2 separate regions of the Siniperca chuatsi genome follow, and region 2 is linked to region 1. The links are chromatin contacts, called in public Hi-C maps. All regions are on one chromosome and are shown on one strand. Each heading gives the region's core, a stretch centred on a gene start, on an enhancer-like site or on the middle of the called end of the contact. The rest is flanking DNA. Distances are from core to core; before and after follow the strand shown. Region 1 holds the start of LOC122874993 (zinc finger protein aebp2-like). Region 2 overlaps LOC122874634 (pleckstrin homology domain-containing family A member 5-like).

Region 1 (5,233 bases), core at 113-2,612:
CAACTTTCTCCTGCAACATGAGAACTGTGGACTTGTGTACAGTCAAATATGTTAACATTAACTCTGAATTTTGACACAATATGGAAAAGCTTATCCTAGATTTCTGCATTCAGGTCATAAAACATTTGTGAACATTCAGAGTTTTACGCTTGAATAGTGCTCTATATCTAATCATTTAAATGATCAGCTTCATCAGAAATAATCAAATGTAAAATGGGTAATTTGTAGGGTACAGATAGAGGTGAATGTGGGATGATTTAATTTGGTCAGTGTGGCTTGAGGTCCTCAGTGTGAGTGACAGCCAGTTTAAATATAGGCCTATGGCTCCCTCTTGTGGTCATTCTGCTGTTGCAACACTGGTGATGTCTTGCAGTAAATTTGTACACAGCATATATGATAGTGGAGACCTCATCTTTCCCAGATTTCAAATTCACAGAGCCCAAGTAGGATGGCTCCAGTTTCTATGTGTCATAAAAATTTGATACAACACATCCTTTGTCAAGTTCCTGAAATGTTTTAATATGATACGCAACAAAAGCTGAGAGGGAATGTATCCATATTTCCAAATTGTTATGTCCAACCTTATTCCAGTTGAGTTAATGGCTGGATTAACCTGTTTGGGGCTCCTGTGCAAAAATTTGCTGTTTGGCCCCTACTGACATGGGGTTTGGGGGCCCCAGGCCAGTGGTAGTTGTAGTTTTATTGATGGTTAATAAATAATTTGCTAATGCTTTATAAATCAGTTATAAGCCATTAAAAAGAGCAACTTTTTTCACAAACCTGGCAAGGGTTGCCAAATGTAATGTTCCTCTCTGGCAATACTGCAGTTATAAAAATGAGTTATCCTGTAAATAAATGCTTGTGGATTTAACACTTTTTAATAGGCCATCAAGTCTACAGTTAAAAATGCAAATAAGATATTAATATATTTATTTTGGTCCAGATACTTTACAGGCTTATGGTAAGTGGTCCATTACATTGTTTACCTGATTAACTACATGACTGTCACCATAAATTGAATAAAGTGTCCTGCTGGAGGAGCTTAAACACCAGTTAAAGGGATTTTTCACAAACTGGCAGCCCAAAAGTTCTTATTAATGGCTTAGAGAGCATTTGTAAAATTATTAACCATGAACAAAGCCACAACAGTATTATCCAAGACCCTAAATAATAATACCCTAATTAATGTTAATATTAAAACTAAGCTAAAGTTATTATGCATGGTTTCCTGAAGGAAGGTCCTCTGGCCTTAAATTGGGAACTCAAGAACTCCCCCATTTAAAAGAAGCTTTGTGATTACGGAAACACATGGGGAATTTAAATACCAACGTCAGACTTTCTCCTCCTCGTGCCGCCTCTGACCAATCAGAGAGCAGACTGATTTGACCCAGCCCTTCTTCTGCAGGGAAGCACTTGATGGTGCCACGGTTAAATTCTAATACCGAAAGTGTCTCACGGTACGTACGCCGCTGAAATGGCTGCTGCGGCTACAGAAGAAACACCCGCACTGAGTGTTGAGAACGATGTACTGCCCATAGAGACAAACGAGGGCAACGGTGAGGATAAAGAAAAGGGCCTTACCGAACCGGAAACAGAAGAACCACGTACTAGTGTAGAACCGAAAATGGAAGAGGTGGACGCGGAGGCCGGCGAAGAGAAGCCCGCTGCAGCGGCAGACAAGGCCGCGAGCGAGGCGGTTACAGACGACAGTGCTATAACGGTCAACCAGGAGGCGACAGCCGCTCCTGAAGAACCGGAGCGAAAGCCAGAGTCACAGCAAAGCCCGGGAGATGGTAACAACGAACCCGCAAACGATAACGCAATGAAAGAAACGAAGGAGGAGCCAGGAGAGGACAGCCTGTGTTCGGGGATAGACTGCGAAAAGAGCAAAACAGTTTGTGAAGATGGTGAGAAACCCAGCGGCGGTTGCGGGGAGTTGGGAGACAAGAGGCGGCCGAGTGTGGAGATATCGTCCTCGGATGGTGAACCGCTGAGCCGTATGGACTCTGAGGACAGGTTGGTCGGAGAATTGACAGGTTATTCTGGACCAGTGTTGGGTGTGATCGGGTTACAGTAGCTGCGGACAGTAGTAGTCCTTCCATCCCATCTGTGAACTAGCACAGGATTATTTGAGTTTTTTGCAGGTCGAGCTATCAAAAAATCTACTCATTTATGTTATCAACCTACCAACCAAAAATCTCATACCCCTCATTCATTCTCATTTTAACTTGTCATATTTTCATATTAGCTAGTTACTTAAGATCGGACTTCTTTTAAGACATAAAAGACTGCTTGGATAATTATTTGTGCCTGATGTGGTTTTCCCACAAAAAACGTTATCCTAACATTACCGTTTTAAAAATGCATCTTCATCTACTCCTTCTCCTACATTGAAAAATCCACAATCTATGTATGTGCAAATATTTTTTATTTCACCGCTGGATGCAAGATGTCTCCTACTTCACTGAAAAGTCCATTTTCAGCATATGTGTGGTAGAGGTTTCGAGTTTCCCCATCACACTTGTTTAAGTTTCATATTGGCTTCCAAACTAGTTATGTCACAAAATCATGTTGTACAGTACATACAGGCCTTCAACTCAGATTTAAGGTAACCACAGATAAACTTTACATCTTAAGCAGAAGAATGAGAAAACAGCTTTCTGGTTTCAAACTCTGCACATACATCATTCTGCACAGTGAAGGTCAAATATCCAAGTGAAGCAGCAATAGTCAAAACAGTTTTCACTCAAGGGGGACTACTGATCTCATTAATAAAACTGGGACTCAAACATTGGACTGGAAATGGTAAGGAGTCCTATGAGTCCTTTTGGTGATGTTGACAGCACAGTAAATTAATAATATAATGCTAGGAGCATTGAATACAAAGATATAATTGATTTGGCATTAGTGATGAAAGTGGCATGCATGGAAAATCAGTTGCAGCCTGTAGGCTTTCATGCATAGTGACTATTTAATGTGGCTAGTAATATCTGCACCTGTTCTTCACGGCTGTGCAAAGCCTGATCTAAGCTATGAAGGTCTTCTTGATGGCCTTAGCACCCATGTTCTACCTTCCTCTCTCTCTCTACCCACCCCACCCTCTCCTCTCTCTCAGTATCAGCAGTACCCTGATGGAGATGGAGAGCACCGTGTCCAGTGGGCGCTCCACCCCTGCTATGATGAATGGACAGAGCAGCGCGAGCTCCTCCGGGGCTAAGACAGTGGCTTACCCCTGCTGCTGGGACCTCTGTCCACAGTGCTTCAACTCCAGTCCTGATCTGGCAGAGCATATCAGGGGCATTCATGTTGATGGGCAGAGAGGAGGGGTCAGTAGACTTTAAACCTTTGGACAAGCTTCGTGTTCATCTCTTTTATTCTGTCTGACAGGTAGCCAAGCAAGATAATGTCTGTTTTTGCTGTAGCTTAGCATTAACAGTCCAGACAACCAAAACATTTGCTACAATTGGACTGCATGCAACCATTGAGTATTAAAGGGTCGGCTCAAATAGCTGTAGGCAGTTTTCATTGAAACTACCTTCTGCTGGAGAAATAGTCCTTTTGGAATCTATTCTCAGTGCATTCTGTGGATTATCTGGAGTAAGGGGTACACTGATTTTGGAAAGAGCTGTTGTTGTTGAACTTTTAAAAATATAATGTATCAATGTTGTGAACACTACAAACAAAATTACATTCACCTTCATTTTGTTGGGGTTGAGGGCAGAAATCTTAGAGACAGATATCTTAAAACTTGGAAACATAAAACTGAACCTTTCTGATTGGCTAGATATCATTAGAGGTACAGTAAGTGAGAAAATTGGGTTTTTCCTTATTTTGTGTGAACTGCCTTTTTACGTTTTATTGATTGCTTGATACTGTATGCCACCCAGTTGGCAGCATCATTAAATTACTATGCACTCAGAATATACCTTATGTACAAAAATGTGATAAACATGAATATTAAACCGTTTTGGACCGACCTTTAAGTGCAGCAGTACACAAATTTGATCTTGTTTTGGAGGCCAAGTGCATTATCTATGCCACTGTTTTAATGTGCAATATACAGTATTTATAGCTTCTGCCTGCATAGTTAAGACAAAGTTTTACAAAATAAACCAGCTGTGATGGTCAGATGACAAAACAAATGAGATACAAGAAAAACACACAAGACCTCTTCCCCCTTGTTTCTGCATTCAAGTAACTCCCCCAGACTCCAGAGAATGGAAGTTAGGACTAGGCAACTTTACATATATAATTGAAATCTCTCTCTTTGTCTTTCTGTCTAATAATCTTTCTCCAAGCTGTCTAACTACTAACCTCTCTTTTTCACTGTTGTTTTGCTATGACTCACTTCTTTTCTTTTGCTGTACTGCCCCAGTCTTTTTATTGGTCTCTTTACTATGCCTTTATAAACTCCTTCTCCTCTCTTCATGTCTGTCTCTCTTTGTCCCTCAGGTGTTTGTGTGTCTATGGAAGGGTTGTAAGGTGTATAACACACCGTCCACCAGTCAAAGTTGGCTCCAGAGGCACATGTTGACCCACAGTGGAGATAAGCCCTTCAAGGTAAAAACAATAACTCAGATACAATGTACATCTGCAGCTGTTTCTCCTGATGATCAGTGAACTTTTCCATATGAAAATATTCTGTTTATATCAACATCTGGACTGGACCATCATCTTTGTTTTTTCGCTAATATAGAATTCTGGTTGCAATGTGTATGTTTGAGTATTTGTGATGGTATGTGTCAATGAATGCATCTAAGTATCCCTCAGTTCCCTACTCTGCAATGCCATTAACTAAAATAAAATGTGTTAGTATTTTATTTAAGAAGTTGTCGTCTTGTCCTGTTCAGTGGCAAATATACCTAATGTTCTGCGCTTTTTGTGCTCTGCTGCAGTGTGTAGTTGGTGGCTGCAACGCCAGCTTTGCTTCCCAAGGAGGGTTAGCTCGCCATGTCCCCAGCCACTTCAGCCAGCAGAGCTCGTCCAAAATGTCCAGCCAGGCCAAACTAAAAGAGGAGTCACCCTCCAAGGCTGGACTCAACAAGAGGAAGAAACTCAAGAACAAACGCAGGTGCTCCCTACGTACGTACCTAACAGGCAGGCACACAAACTAACTACTTCTAAATGTTTCTCGTTATGATTTCCCTCTTTTCTTTGTTGGCAAGGATTACAAGCTGAACATATTTTTGAGGTACTACCATGTGTGTTGTGCTGAAACTGATGTTTTCAGCTT
Region 2 (5,168 bases), core at 1,232-3,731, 63 kb before region 1:
TTCTGTCTTACTGCTCACTGCTTCTCACATAGCCGCTACCTTTTTTTATGGAAATAGCCCTGTGCACGTGGCCCATGTTACTGCAGTTTTTGTTTGTCTGTGTCGTTTCACCTTACCTTAAGGAAATGTGGACAGCATTAGTTCTTTAGTTTTTATATTGTTTTAGCAGTTTAGTCAGCTAGGTTGAACCATTCACCCAATTTACTCTGTCTCGCTCTCTCCTTTCTTTCCAAGTAATTCCCTTCCTTCTTATAATCTGTGTACTTGTCAGGATGTTGATGTATTGCTTTTGTGACCCCTTATAACTCTACACCTGACACATGCAGCTGTTGGTTAGAGGGCTCTAACAAGGTGGGAGCTGCAGCCGAAAAATTTACAACAGATTTACATGGAGCTTGTTTCTATGAAACAATATCATCCCTCCACAGTAATTATGAATAAACTGGACCTGACTGCTTGGTTGTAGGCGTGCTGAGCTGTAAAGGAACAGGATTTGAACCCCCGACAGAAGTAGCTTCTTGTTCTTTTTCTCAGAGGATTTGAGTAATGCAGCTGCACCTACAAAAACAACAGCGGGTGACCTAAGAGGAGACACTCCCTGTAAAAGTGATAAAAATGTGGCTTCTCCCTCTGATGAGTCTGTCTCAGAGATGATGTCATCCAAATTCAAAGCTTTACAAATTAGCTTCATGCTATAAAGTCAGAATTAGACTTCGTTGATCTGAATGAGGAATATGAGGGTAGATGAGAGGAGATGAGAGGAGAAATAACTGAACGTGCCAAACTCCCATTAGATTGAGTCACTAACTCAGTTGACTGCCCAGCACTCACGCCCAGTCCATGTTTAAGAGTGGCATTGATTGACCCCATTTCAAATATGGATTAGCAGGGTGCTATAATAGAATGTCAAATCAGTGGGAATGTGGGAAAATCAGTGGAGACATAGTTTGGGATGCACTTAGGCCCTGTACTTTTATTTTATTTATTAGCAATACTCACAAGTTTATCTGCACCTTGCACTAAAAAATAGCCTATAGGTACAAACTGGCTACTCAAGTGCTTATGAGGTACAACTACACTGTCTCCCTGCAATATTTTGAATCCTGGTGAGAGACAGATATCTCAAATGCCGTTATGGCAACCACCTGAACATGCTAATATGCCTAATACAGAAGGAACATGTTCACATTTGTTGACTGAGAAACTAAATACAAATTACCCCCATTTGAGTGTGGAGCAGTCATATCCTGTGTCAGTGTGTTTTTCAAGTTCACCATTGCTTCTCTGTGACTTGGATTAGGCTTTCTGACAAGACAGCAGTTGGAGTTGGAGTTTTGAAGCTGTAGCCAATCCATTTCTTCTAGGATTCAGTATTCAGCGTGACGTCTGATTTGTTTGTTGTTGTCTGCACAGAAGTTTGTATTTCTATCGGGTTTTGTGTCTGTACAGAACTTCTGTCCTCTGTTACGTTTTATCAGTCGCTGATCTTTTGCAGTGCCATTTTATTTGGTTTACCTAATACATATTATGCACCTAACAGAGTAAATGCACAGCAAAGGTAACAATCAGATAAGTCACCAAAGAGTAGGCTGTATAACTGATAAGGTGAGTTAATAAGCTGTTTATCAAGGCTCTTCTACTTCACATGACTGAAACTGTAGGCAAGAACTGGAATATTTGCTTTCCACAGTGTTTGTTCTGCTGTTTGCTTTCCTGCAGCCTGAGGATGATAATATTTGACAATCCACAGCACCTGATGAGTGTTTTTTGCTTGCTGCCAGAGAGCTCATCTGGTTTTAAAAACGGCCTGACAAAATTATGACTGTAATCAACAAATGTACATGTAATTGTAAGGTAACACTCATGTTGCTATAAATATCATCTGGCATGGTTACAGGCTCTGTGTCTTTCAGGTGTAAACAAACACTGTTTACATGAACTTCTCTCACTTTCTTTCTCTCTCCATCTCTCAAAATATCTTGTACTGTCACTCTCATGGCTGACCCACTTCTGTTGGTCATCTTTTCTATAATCAGTTGGACTGATGTCTGAGCGAGGCAGTGCTGCCCCATCTCTCTGCTCACGCTAGCAGCTATCTTTGCCTGGGGACTAGAGGAACTAGAGCTTAACAGATCCTTTATTGCGTTTCATTACAGTGTCAGTTAAAGGCTGCCATTTTCTCAATCTCTCTGTCGATCTGGAATTAAAATCTTTTTCCTTCAGCTGCAATTGTGGTTATGGCTTTTCCTCCAACTACAATATGTTCATATCTTTGTTTGTTAAAGTCCTGGATGATAGACGGATCAATAATGGCCATCACCAGGGGTAGTATTATTTGTTTGTGGCTGCGGTTGATGAGATTGGATTTTGCTCCTATATTGAGGACACACACACTCCTCTCTGTCACACACTCTCTGTCAGGCACACTCATTGGAAAGAAACTTTCCATGACATTATTGGTTTTATCAGAAGTATGCCAAAGCAGTAGCCTGGCCCTCTGGCAGGCCTACTGAGCATGCTCAGCACTGCTGAAGGCTAGGTAGTGGATCAAAACCCCGTTCTACTACTACCACCACATTTCTCTCTCTCTGTGTGTGCTCAATGAACTAGACAAAGAGGGAGACCACACAGGATTTAAAGAAAGTTAGCCAGTGTTTTATTCGAGGACTACAACAATGTTTTACTATTATTGTCACTTTCATTATTGATTATTTTACAGTTTAATCGATTAATCTTTGGTCAATAAAATGTGAGAAAATAGTGAAAAAAATGCCCATCACAATTTCATAGAGCCCACATTGATGTCTTCAAAATTCCTTATTTTGTCCTGCCAATAGTCCATTACATTTGGCTGCCACTCAACAAATTTTTGAGTGGATATATGGTATTGTGTGGGAAAATAAAATAAGAAAAATAAACAAGATGAGAGGTGATGATGGTAGGAGAGAGAAAGAGACAGAATGAGGAGCCATCTTAAATAGCCTGGCCAACCCAGGTGGATAATATCAGGTCAGGTGACCCCTCCCATCTCAACATGTGGCTAAAATGCAAGGAAAAAACACAAACCTCAGGAGGAGGAGGAGCATGGCCTGAGGTTCTGTCCTAGTCGCTTGTGTCCTAATTCCATACTAAAATATGAACTGTGTATGTATACAATATGCACTATACTAATCTTCATAGTATACTGTTTTTGCTTTTAGCATAGAGCAATTAACACAGTATTTACCATTTTATACTAACAGGAAATTATATAATACATGCGCTGTTGGACTTCAGTCTAACAGCAACTTTAGAATTCCACTTCAAATTAAACTTCAATAGGAAAAAGCAAAATGTCTCCAAATATTTACTGCTTATTTTGTATTTTGGTATTTTTGGAGTTGTCTCACCCCCATTCCCAAATTGTTTACATTTTTTTGGACTGAGTAACTCCTCCATTTCCTCTGTGCATTACATTGTGGGACAAAAGTGTACATCAACAGCATTCTCAAAAATCAAGCATTAATTTAGTATACATATTTAGTTTTTGGTTATACTTTGTTTTGTCACTTTTCCAGTGTGAATTTCATCCTGTCCCTCTCAAACATATAACTGCACCTGTTGAAGCAATTCAGTTGTGCGGCTGTGACTAACTAACTAATTCAAAAGAAATTCTTTACCATTTCAGTTCTTTGTTCCTATTCTTATGCATTTAGGGAATTAGCTTGGTCTTCAAATAAGTGAGTGTCATAAAATCCACTTGAACAGTTGAGTTGAATAGACAGTTTGCACTCAGTCCTTTAGCAATAAAGGAGTAGTCGTGAGAGAAAAAGGGGCTTTTGGAGATTGTAAATTGTTCTCCTGGCTGTGATGAATGTAAATCGGATGTAGATCTGGAGTCACTGAGCAAATAAGGTTATGGTTGTTTAGTAGGGAGATTAATGTTATTTTGTCAATGGATACATAACTTTTATCTTTTATTACATGCAGACACACATTGCCTCACGTCTGGTGGAGCAGAGTTGATTACATTCATAGCATAAAGTTTGTCTCAGCTCTATTGCTGTACTGTATATATAGACATTTGTGCGGTAGAAGCTGATTCTGCATCTGAAGGCTTCTCCATAATCAATCTGAAACTAAAACATAATCTCAGGAGGGAAATGAGCTGATAGAATGGGTGATGAAACATGCAGCGCTGTGCTTCTCCATTGCTGTATAATAATCAATTTTGTAGTTGGTTAGGGAGGCTCCCCGTGGGTGTGGATGGGTTGGTGTTATTGGCTCTACCAAATCAGCACCATGGCCTACATTATCCACTCCCAACAGGCTCATTACACCCAAAGACAAGAGTTGATATGTTCATTAGGCTCACAATGAACTGTGTGCATCTTTTTATGTGTCCACTGTGGAAGCTGAAAGTCAGTGAGGCCTGACTTATTTTATTTTATTAACACTTCTCAGCTAGCATTTACCTGGAGGAAGTGTGACTGCGTGTTTAAGGGTCTGTGCAGTTTAACTGTGGTTTTTATAATTAGTTGTCTTAAGGATGATACCACTGTGAATACGATTTCATGGTTTGTCATGCATTCAGAGTTATTTTAGTATTGGCTTGTGTTGTTCGCATAGACTGTATATGGTTGTGCCACAGTATTTCAGTAGCTAACCATGTGTGCTATAGTTTACCATGCTCTCATTAGAGAACTTGAGAATTATGTCCAAGTCCTTGATTTTCTTATTATGCTCTGCAAATCCATTATTAAACAATTCATGTCCACTGTGACTATAGAAAGTCGGCCACCATGGTGTTCTCATACACCCATTTCGTATGGGAGACCTGCATGTCTACTCAACTGGTCTACTGAATGTATTGTCAACCCACGTTTGACCTAGGTACATGAGACTGCTTTCACAGGTTAATACCTCATCATTACTGTTCACATTCTTGAGCCTGCAACTGTAGTTCCATGTACATTACTGCAAACCCACAGAATTACACAGAATTACATGTCCACTACTAATTTACTACGTAAACTCTTGGTTAAATGTTGCTTCAATGTCCATAACAAATTCCCATCTGCATAGAAACACCTGTCCATCAAGGCTGAGTAGTCTCCAACCTGCATTCAGCCCATGTCGGGAAGTGCGGCATCAGGTCAGGTAGTGCATGATAACCCATTAAAATTAAT

What was found. A called contact is a pair of places that touch in the nucleus more often than the background predicts.
Region 2: a Hi-C map of liver shows a contact between it and region 1, with 3 times the contacts expected there. The contact joins the enhancer-like site here to the promoter of LOC122874993 in region 1. A contact is called at or near these places in 3 of 3 Hi-C or Micro-C datasets (liver, skeletal muscle and an unstated tissue).

The regions. Positions count from the first base shown.
Region 1 is chrLG4:8,820,342-8,825,574 of ASM2008510v1, reverse strand. LOC122874993 (zinc finger protein aebp2-like) reads left to right here and starts at 1,362. Exons shown (of 9, transcript XM_044193648.1): 1 at 1,362-2,016; 2 at 3,116-3,326; 3 at 4,453-4,560; 4 at 4,896-5,097. The coding sequence starts at 1,475.
Region 2 is chrLG4:8,884,899-8,890,066 of ASM2008510v1, reverse strand. The region is part of intron 3 of LOC122874634 (pleckstrin homology domain-containing family A member 5-like); the gene reads left to right. Among protein-coding and RNA genes, the nearest start is that of LOC122874636, 27 kb to the left of the region's middle. Within about 2 kb of position 2,481, the one cell type or tissue checked has an H3K27ac peak away from gene starts, as active enhancers do. A contact at or near this core is called in liver, where this site is marked.